2 separate regions of the Danio rerio genome follow, and region 1 is linked to region 2. The links are chromatin contacts, called in public Hi-C maps. All regions are on one chromosome and are shown on one strand. Each heading gives the region's core, a stretch centred on a gene start, on an enhancer-like site or on the middle of the called end of the contact. The rest is flanking DNA. Distances are from core to core; before and after follow the strand shown.

Evidence for each region. A called contact is a pair of places that touch in the nucleus more often than the background predicts.
Region 1: a contact with region 2 is called in a Hi-C map of embryo, with 2.0 times the contacts expected there. The contact joins the promoter of nrcamb here to the enhancer-like site in region 2. A contact is called at or near these places in 3 of 18 Hi-C or Micro-C datasets (all in embryo).

The regions. Positions count from the first base shown.
Region 1 is chr25:245,035-249,892 of GRCz12tu, forward strand. It overlaps nrcamb (neuronal cell adhesion molecule b), which reads right to left and starts at 1,521. Exons shown (of 26, transcript XM_073942425.1): 1 at 1,427-1,521. It overlaps LOC101885865 (calcium-independent phospholipase A2-gamma), which reads right to left. Exons shown (of 10, transcript XM_073942442.1): 10 at 2,172-4,858.
Region 2 is chr25:192,539-198,547 of GRCz12tu, forward strand. nrcamb (neuronal cell adhesion molecule b) reads right to left here. Exons shown (of 26, transcript XM_073942425.1): 14 at 5,746-5,870; 15 at 4,897-4,998; 16 at 4,529-4,726; 17 at 3,044-3,114; 18 at 2,742-2,967; 19 at 2,363-2,478; 20 at 1,981-2,185; 21 at 1,528-1,650. Among named protein-coding and RNA genes, the nearest start is that of cntn1a, 21 kb to the left of the region's middle. Within about 2 kb of position 1,848, at least 4 of the 62 cell types and tissues checked have an H3K27ac peak or open chromatin away from gene starts, as enhancers often do.

The sequences.
Region 1 (4,858 bases), core at 271-2,770, 52 kb after region 2:
CACACACTCTGAGTGTCCTGAATCTGCTCTCGGTGGCGGTTGAGCTGCTATTGAGGCGCTGCGGCTGCAGACAATAGAGACTCTCTCATTAGCATTGCATTAATTGGGGATGTGAGCCAGTACTGGAATGCAGAGTGTCTGAGTGTGTGTGTGTGTGTGTGTGTGTGTGTGTGAAAGAGAGAGTGAGTGTGTATGTGAGAGAGAAAGATAGAGAGTCTGTGCATCTTTACTGTGTGTAAGAGAGATATTGTGTGTGTGTGTGTGTGTGTGTGTGTGTGTGTGTGTGTGTGTGTGTGTGTATTTGTGTGAGGGAGAGTGTGTGTGTCCAGAAGTTAGCTAAACATGACCCCGTACGCACCCTTGAAAATAGCCGTGTTATGTGATTAAACAAGACGTTCTTAAGCTAACATCAAATTTTATGAATAAAATATTGATTTATCATAATTAATATTTCTAATATTTGTTATTTTAATAATTCAACAATTCATAATTAATAATTCATAAAAATAAAATTATAAAATATAAATAATGTGTCATTCAGAGTGACAGAAATGTTTATAATCAGAATGAAACAACACTTATAATGCAGTCAGAATATAAGTGAAGACACTAAACATGATCTGCTTGAAGATATAAACATCAGAATGGTTGTCAAATACCTAAAACCAGTGAATTAAAGGATAATGGCAAAGATTACTCAGATGACAATTAAAGGGCATTTTAGAGCCCAAATATTAATATATATACAAAATAATATACAATAGTCAACTTCATAAACGAGAGATATTATAAGGCTACACACACACACACAAACACACACACACACACACACACACACACACACACACACACACTTGATAATACTGTAGCTGTTGATTTTAAGCTGATAAACAAAGGCAGACTCGTGTCCTCATTCAGCAACACTGCTTTACATTAAACCTGAAGCTCATTATTAATCTGCCGCAAATAAAAATAAGCGGATTTAATCTGAATTCAACCGCGCGCGCGCCCGAGCTGCACCTGCGCGCGTCACCTGAACACAACATCACAACAACTCCAACATCTCCAGCATAAACAGAACAAAACACACACATTATGACAGATATCACACTCATGACAGTCGGACAGTGCTTGACAGGTGAACGCGATTCATAAACGACACAAGCCGAGGCAGAAATGAGCGCGAAAATCAGCTATAAGCGCGTCCTGCATGAGGGAATATCACACACCTCAGAGAATATCACGTGTCATAACTGAGCTCAGACATGATCATATCTGTCAGAACTGCCTCTGAGAATATCACATCTGACATAACGAGGATCTGATAACTGATATGTGGACACCCGAGTTCTGTTACCGAGAGCGTCACAAACTCCCGGATCCCGCAAATACAGCCGGGATATGAGCACAAACAGCGGCCACTGACCTGAGGAGAGGCGCCGTGTCTCCGCTGCAGCTATTGCTTCTGCTCCGGTGTCCGGTGCCGCGTCTGTCTCTGTCCCGCACCGCCACTGACTGACTGACTGACTCCCGCGCGCATCTCCGGTAAATATCCGCCGCCCTCAGGAACGCGCAGCCTCTCTGTCTGGCACGCGCAGGCTCTCTCTCGGCCACGCGCAGCGCTGAAGCGGCACCTGCAGTGGTAAACAGTGACGGACGATAACCAAACTAATCAAAGATTCAAGGGAAATATTTGTCATTTAGTTTAGAGATCTTAAATAAATAAATAAATAAAAACAACATTACTCAGGAAATGGGTTATTGATAAACAGATGTGTTTGCTTATACAGCACTTTGGTAAACAGTTGTTGTTTTTAAAAAGCTCTTTATAAATAAACATTGGCTTCAGTTGACATTGACTTGTCTTTATAAAGTGGCTTTGACATAATCAATATTCAATAAAATACTATACAAATAAAAGTGTATGAACTCTTTTCACAGGTTTCTCAGTAAGGAAAGTGGTCATATGTGATTAATCATATAGTCATGATAATCCTATTAGCTGAAATAATAACAGAAACACTCCATGATGGTGTCATCAAGACTTTCAGAAGAAGGAAAGAAACAGTGAGAGACTGATAACCGGAGACAGAAGAGAGAATCATGTCAGGTGTACTGTCATATACCCACTTTCACACATAATCCCATTAAATACAGAGAAAATTTACAGAAACACTTTATTAGCGACTTTATTTCGACAGTATTTTCAATAAGGGGCTGTTCACACATCATCTTTTTTTCTGTAAATTTGCCTGTAATTATCTGTAAAAGTATCAGTGAAAGTGCAGTGTTGGTGATGTGTCAGTATATGATCATATTTACCCAGCAAAACAACAAAAAAACATTGCTGGAACATTCTTATTTGATTCCCTCCCCAAAATATCCCCACACACAAACTAAATACAAACACTGGAGGAACGCTGTGGGTTTTCTGAGTACAGTAATGCAAAGTAGCTAATAATTACCCATAAAACATCTTATTTTATCCCTCCTCAAATAATTATGCTTTATAGAGCTGTGTGAATGAGCATTTGTATGTGAATGTGTGTGTGTGCATTGTTGCAGTGATATATGAGTTCACCCTGCGGAAATCTCTCATTTAAGTTCTTATTTTCTATTGCAAGCTTTACAGTATCATATTTGTGCATATACAATAGATTAGTCAGTACTGAAGATAAATCTGGAGCTGATCTAACAAAACAACTAATGATAACGGTCCAAAATCTAGCAGCCCAATATTATGTTATGGAAAACTATTAAAGATATTTAAAAAAAAATAGCAAAAACCAAGAGAAACAAAAATATCTACAATTTAATTGAAATGTTGCAGTTTGTAATATTTTGCATGAATTTAAATGTATTTATTTCCATTTTCATTATGTCTGGTTAATAAATCTGTTTTGTTTAACTGCACCAAAATACTGTACATGACTCCTATTCACTGATAAATAAAGGAAAACATTCATTTTTAAAATGGGCTGCACTCGGTTATGCTGAGCACTGTGTGTGTGTGTGTGTGTGTGTGTGTGTGTGTATGTTTACTTATGTGCTTTAAATTTAGAAACTTAAAAAAAGTACTTTGAAAAAGAAAATGTACAGTAACATGCTGAAAACTGCCTACACGCTACAGAATGGAGAAGATGATAAACCTGAAAATATACATTAACCTGTAAAAAACAATGTGCTTCTGTAAAAACATCCATTTTATAAGAGAGAAGAGCAGATAACAGCAGACACAGCTCTTCTCCACAGTCAGCCCGATCTCCATCAGGCCCTTGGGCTCCTGCTCATTACCGACAGCAGGGCAGCATGGGATACGTGTGTGTGTGTGTCTGTCTCTGCAGTGACTGGTGTGTGTGTGTGTTGCTGATGGAAAGCAGAATGCTGACACACACACATTACCATGATCAGTTCATCCTTCAGTCTCTGGACTGATACACAACTTGTTTATTATAAGTGTGTTTAAAGTGTGTGTGTGTGTGTGTGTGTGTGTGTGTGTGTGTGTGGCTGATGGAGAACAGAATGCTGACATAACATTATGATCAGTTTAGCCTCTATACTGACACACAACGGATGTTCCTTGTTTATTATGAGTGTTTAAAGTGTGTTAAAAGTTTGTGTGTGTGTGTGTGTGTTAACTGATAGACTGCACTCTCTCTGTCTCTCTACACTTGTTAAGGTCTCTGTTAATAAGTTTAGTATTGATGCAGAGCTGAAGATCCTCCATAATGTCAGATGAATGATGCTGCATTAATACTGTATGACCATCTGCCTGAAGCTGAAGAGTGCGTGAGTGTGTGTGTGTGTGAACATCTTCACCACAGTGTGTATGAGTGATAAACATATTCGTCCAGCTCAGTTCATGAGGTGTTCATAGTGTTTTACAGTAAAACTGTAGGAAAACAGCAGTCATGAACAACAACACCAAAATATCAGACCCCAGACTACACAAACACACACCACATTTTACTCTTTACATTTATAAATGATGTTTGACACTGATAATTGAGGAATACACTCACTGATGTGAGAGATAAAGTGGCAAATCTGAGGAAAAACACAGTTTATTAATCACAGAATTAAAAAGTGACGTGTTGTTAATATTTCAATAATGTCTGTGCTATAAATATGAGTGAACACATGCGTCATTCAAAATAAACTCCTGATAAAATCCTGAGAATATTAGAGAATACAAACTGTTCAGACATCTGCAGGACAACGAATGAGGAGGATAACACTGGTGTTTGCAAACTGCAGAGGTCAAAGGTCACAGGCAGCTTTATTAAATATCATAACCATCAGAAAACCCAAATCTAAGAGGAGGAAGGAGAGCAGATGGAGATTTACTGGTTTACTGCTGTAGATCTGTGTAACAGCACACATCAGCTCTGCTAATCCACTGATCTACAGCAGAAACATCAGCTCTGCAGCTGCTGGACATTAGCACTTCAGTCGTGTGTGTGTGTGTGTGTGTGTGTGTGTGTGTGTGTGTGTGTGTGTGTGTGTGTGCTCAAGTATACAGGTGTATGAGCTGCCTGTGCTGATCAATACTGTCTTCAGAACCAGAAGTTTACATACACTAAAAAAAGGAACATAACCATGTTTTTAAAAAGTGTCTGATGGTGAATGACACTAAACGTTTACTATTTTACATCCGTTAGGATTATCTAAATGATTTACATTTGCTAAATGCCAGAATAATGAGAGAATTTGTTATTAATTTCTAGACAGTCAGGAGTTTACACACATTTCCTTGGTATTTTAGCTTTGCTGTTAAACTGTATGACTCTGGTCAGATGTTTTGGGTCTCCTTCCACAAGCTTCTCACAGTAGTTTGCAGGAGTTTTGGCCCGTTCCT
Region 2 (6,009 bases), core at 598-3,097:
AATACACATATGAATACAACAGTAGGACATTAAACTTTACAAATTTCATGTCTACTTTTGTAGGCTCAAAACAATAGTGTCATATCTAGATAAAATAGCCCTATATTGAAATAATTTAAAGAATTACAAATATTAGATAGGCCTATAATAAAATCACATTAAATAAATAAACCAATATAAAACTAACAAAAGCTATAGCTATAAAAAATAGGTACTATATCAAACTGTTTCAAATTTATATTAAACTTTCATTTTTCAAAAGCCTCTTTGAAAAAAAGATTTTAGATATTTTCTAAAAAAAATAAAAATAAATAAACACCGGAAAATGTTTTAAATATTATTTATAAAGTATTTGGATACGATGAAATTAATCAAATCATGCAAACAGAGCATTTTCGGGGTGAGTGAACGCAGAAACTAGGCGACCTTTTTTTCTGTCTGCAGCCGCGCAGCACTTTTTTGACGGGGAAAACTGCAAGTTCAAAATGTCTTCTGTGTCCTCAAACAAGTGTGTATGTTTTTATATGACGTGGTAAAATTAAAAAAGGACATTTTAAATACATAAACAGCTTTATTAGTGCATAGCTGCTGAGCGCAACGAAATATAGGCAATATTTTATTACGTGCTGCTCTTATGTGCTGAAACACTGAACACTTTCCTTTACTTAAGATATAATAAGCAACATCTTTAAATAAAGGGAATCACCTATTAAGTGTCATAAAGCCTATAGAGGGAAAATAATCATGTTTCAGTTCTCTCCGGAGCATTTGGGATGAATGTTGGACAGATTCTGTCTAGAGGATGTTATAAAAAACATTTTATATCGAGTTATTAACGGAGAATTTTATATATGTGGTGTTATATTATGGATGTGTGCGCTCCCTGCGCTCCGGGTCCCTCCGTTGGTGGCAAGACCACTGGATTTCGATGCCAGTCGGTCGGCGAGTAAATGAATATGATCAATGAAAACACACAGGCATGTGCGTATAGACATGCGTTGTACTGCTGTACAGTAACGTGTCATTTGTTTGTTTTGGTTGTCCTAATTTTAATAGTTTCGTGATGATGTGATGGTGTGCTTTATCTGCATGATTCTCGCTGAAGTGGGCGGTTTGAGTGACGTTCGATTCGGGGGATGTTCTGGGGGCGGGGTTTGCGTGACGCGCTGCGAGCTACTAGCCCCACAGTGGAAACGCGACATGATTTCGGCCTCACTGCTCAACCTCCCGGGCGATTGGCCCGGCCTGGCCCGATATAAGCCCTGGCTCGCACTGGCCTGATAGTGGAAATGCGGCTATTGTGTAAAGTATGTGGCTGAGAAACAGCTGTCAGCTTCTTTGTTTTGGTTGTTTTGGTTGTTTTGGTGGGGTGAGTGGACATTTCAGCAGGGCAGGTGAATCTCCAGCAGTCAGGCAGTAGAAAAGCCTCAGTGTTGAACCCTGAATGAGCTCAGCGTGATGTACAGCATGCTGCTTCAGTTCCTGCTGTGAGCGCACCTCATGAGTGTGTGTGTGTGTGTGTCTCACCGGCGTGGTAGCGGAGTGTGTATCCAGTCAGTCTGCCGTTCCTTTGGTGTGGTGGACTCCATTCCAGCAGCACTGACTCGGGATCAGCTGCAGACACACGCAGGGATGCCGGCGCTCCAGGAACTATAGAACACAGACACACTAATGAGCCGCAGACGAGTGTGTTAGCGTGTGCTGGTGAGTGTGTGAGGTGTTAGCATGTGCTTGTGTTGTCACAAATGGGAGTGAAGCCATGCAACTGATGCGGGTAGGTCACATGATCTCATTCACACATGTATATATGGGCTAGCAGCACAAGATGGCGCCAGTGAGCTTCCGAGTGTCTCGTATCTCCCTCTGGGGTCTGGAAGTGGTGTGTGTTGCTGGCGGGTCCTCTCCGCGTCCGCTCAGCGCAGTGATGTGGTGTTAGCGGTGTGTGTGGTGTTATCATGTGTGTGTTAGCATGTCTCATACCTCCCTCCGGGGTCTGGAAGCGGTGTGTGTTGCTGGCGGGGCCCTCTCCGCGTCCGCTCAGCGCAGTGATGTGCAGGCTGTAGAGGCTGTAGGGCTGCAGGTCTGTCAGGCGTCCGCTGCTGCTGCCGGTGCTGAAGGTCTTGCTGCGCTGCTCTGCGTGGTGAGAGTTGTGGCGGTGCAGACTGCGCTCGCGCCGGTAATGAACCTGCACACACACACACACACACACACATCAGAACACACTCACTAGCGTGCAGCACTGTGAGCTATCATCACTAATGTCCCCTATAGAGTGTGTGTAGAGCTGCTGTGGTGTGTGTGTGTGTGTCCTGCTGTGATGGAGCAGGAGAACATCTGAAAGTGTGTGTGTGTGTGAGCGTACCCTGTATCCCTGCAGGCGTCCGCGCACCGAGCGCTGGGGGACGTGTGTCCAGCTCACCTCCGCCTCAGTACTGTTCAGAACCAGCACCTGCACCGCTTCTGGAGCTGCAGAGGGAACTGACAGGTGCATTGTGGGAGTTAAACAGCTTCACAACATGCGGGATGACCATGAGTATAACTGTGAGCATACATATATCAGTGTCCACACACACACACACACACACACACACACACACACACACACACAGACAGAGGAGCACTAATGATCAGAGTGTGTGTGTGTGTGTGTGTTGTGTATGTGTGTGTGTGTGTGTTGTGTATTCTCTGTAGTGTCCAGCAGGGGTCACACACAGCTGTTCCATCACTCATTCATCACTCACAGTCCTCTCCAGAGTGGCCAATCACAGCGCTGGGTTTGGGGGCGTGGCCGTAGTCGTTGATCGCCTGCACCTTCAGCTCGTACGGCACAAACGTGGGCGTTCCCGAAACCACGAACCGGGAGACGTTCGCCACGGTGACGAACGACCAATCCTGCTCCACTTCCTGCTGCCGCCACATCACCTTATACTGCAGACCCGGACCATTGGCCTGCAGAGGGGTCAGCGGCTGCACACACACACATATACATGAGCACACACAAACACAGACACGCACACACACACACACATGAACTCTCACTCACCTTCCATGTTATGACCAGATTATTGTGCTCTGTGCCGTGACCTTTGACCTCACTGGGGTTCTCATCTGGAGCTGCAGAGAAACAAAGTAGCAGGTCAGTGTGTGTGTGTGTGTGTGTGTCTGTGTTAATAAGTGTGTGAATATGAGTGGGTGTGTGTGTTTGTGTGTATATAAGTGTGTTTATATGAGAGTGTGTGTATTTGTGTATCTGAGTGTGTGTTTATGTGTGTGTGTGTGTTAATAAGTGTGTGTATTTGAGTGTGTGCTTGTGTGTTTATATTAGTGTGTGTTCATGTGTGTGAATAAGTGTATGTGTGTTAATGTGTGTGAGTGTTAATATGTGTGTGTGTGTGTGTATGTTAATGAGTGTGTGAATTTGAGTGTGTTTCTATGAGTGTGTGTTTGTGCATATTTTGGTGTGTGTTTATATTAGTTTGTGTGTTAATGAGTGTGTATATATTTGAGTGCGTGTTTGTGTGTTTATATAAGTTTGTGCTTATGTGTGTTAATGTGTGTGTGTGTATATATGGGTGTTAATAAGTCTGTGTGTGTATTAATAAGTGTGTGTGTGTGTATGTTAATGGGAGTGTGTATATAAGTGTGTGTGTATATGAGTGTGTGTTCATATTAGTGTGTTTGTGCATATTTTAGTGTGTGTTTATATTAGTGTGTTAATGAGTGTGTATATTTTAATGCGTGTTTATGTGTTTATATTAGTGTGCATTTATGTGTTAATAAGTTTGTGTGTGTGTATGTGTTAATACATGTGTGTGTGTTAATATGTGTGTGTTAATAAGTGTGTGTGTGAGTTAATATGTGCGTGTTAGTTTTAATTAGTGTGTGTGTGTGTGTGTGTTAATAAGTGTGTGTGTGTTAATATGTGTGTGTTAATAAGTGTGTGTGTGAGTTAATATGTGCATGTTAGTTTTAATTAGTGTGTGTGTGTGTGTGTGTTAATAAGTGTGTGTGTGTGTGTGTATGTGTTAATAAGTGTGTGTGTGTGTTAATATGTGTGTTAATAAGTGTGTGTGTGTGTGTGTTAATATGTGCGTGTTAGTGTTAATTAGTGTGTGTGTGTGTGTTAATAAGTGTGTGTGTGTGTGTGTGTGTATGTGTTAATAAGTGTGTGTGTGTTAATATGTATGTGTTAATAAGTGTGTGTGTGTGTGTGTTAATATGTGTGTGTTAATATGTGCGTGTTAGTGTTAATTAGTGTGTGTGTGTGTGTTAATGAGTGAGTGTGTGTGTGTGTTTATATATGTGTGTTAATGACTGTGTGTATATGAGTGTGTGTTTGTGCATGTTTGAGTGTGTTAATGTGTGTGTATATTTGAGTGCATGTTTGTGTGTTTATATAAGTGTGCATTTATGTGTGTTAAAAAGTGTGTGTGTGTGTGTATTTGTATAAGTATGCGTGTTAATGAATGTGTGTATATGTGTGTTAATGCTTGAGTTTATATGCGTGTGTGTGTGTGTGTGTGTGTACCTGCGGGGCTGGTCCTGTACTGGCGTGAGGCTCTGCTGGGTCGGCTGTATCCCACATCATTGAGCGCCAGCACCCTGAAGCTGTAGTGCACATACGGGGAGAGCTTCAGGTGAGCCGTCGTCCTTGAACCCGGAACCTCCGTCAGATTCAGCCAGACACCGCTCTGATGGAGAGCGTCCTCATACTGGATCAGGAACTCTGACACACACACACACACACACACACACACACACACACACACACACACACACACACACACACATTTATTGAGCACATCTCACACAACCAGCATCTCATTAACACCATCTAAAATGTACTCTTGTGTTCGTTTGTGTGTGTGTGTGTGTGTGTGTGTGTGTGTGTCATACTCTTGGTTGGGCTGTTGTGTTCGTCTCCAGGTGTCCAGGTGAGCTGAACGCTCCTCGCTCCCGGGTCTGTGAGCTCCAGATCAGTGGGAGCGTCCGGCTGTTCTGAAGAGTCAAATACACGAATCAACCAGTTCAAATGAGTCACATGAGCAGAAGAACATGAGGAACACATGCTGCAGTGATTCATGCATGAGTCTGAACAACTGAACCACATCCAGAACCACAAGAGATTCAATTCACCACTGAATCCCTGATTCACTGAAACACAGCTCTTCAAGACTGTGAATCAACTGAATCAAATGACTCACTGATGTAACAACAAAGTAAACAACTGAACACACATGCACAAACACACCGGTGCAAGTGTTCGCTCCATGCAGAGTCTAGAACATTCAGTTACAAATGATTCAGTGTGAGGAGTCACTGAGGAAACAGCTTAATGAAGCCTCGATTACTGGAATCACATGACTCTGAGAGTGATTCATCATCTGAATCTTCTGCTTCAACACAAACGACTCCTAAAGATTCAAATCCTGAGAGGATCTTAAATAAAAACCAACTCAAAATAAGAGATGCGCAGTCAAACACACACACACACACACACACACACACACACACACACACACACACACACACACACACACACAACGTCATGCCCAGCGCATCACGGGACGCGAGTGTTTACCGTAGATCAGGGTGGGGGTGGGCGTAGCCTCTGAGGGCGTGTCAGAGGAGTGGGCGGAGTCAAAGGAACAGTGTGAGGTTAATTCTGCAGAGCTCAGTGTGAATGCAGAGTTAAACACACACACACACACACACACACACACACACACACACACACACACTCACCGACCACCGTGAGCTGAGCGCTGGCTGAGTCCTGGTCCAGTGTTGTGTTCACCATACACGTGTACACACCCGCGTCACTCTCCGACACGTCTGAGATAGTCAAACTGTCTGCTTCCACACGAAACCTGAACACACACACACACACACACACACACACACCATCACCCCCATTGCAGACCTGACACATCTGTTCTCAATGCATAATGGAGATGAAAAGAACTGCATGTATACTGCGTGTGTGTGTGTGTGCGTGTGTGTTTGTGT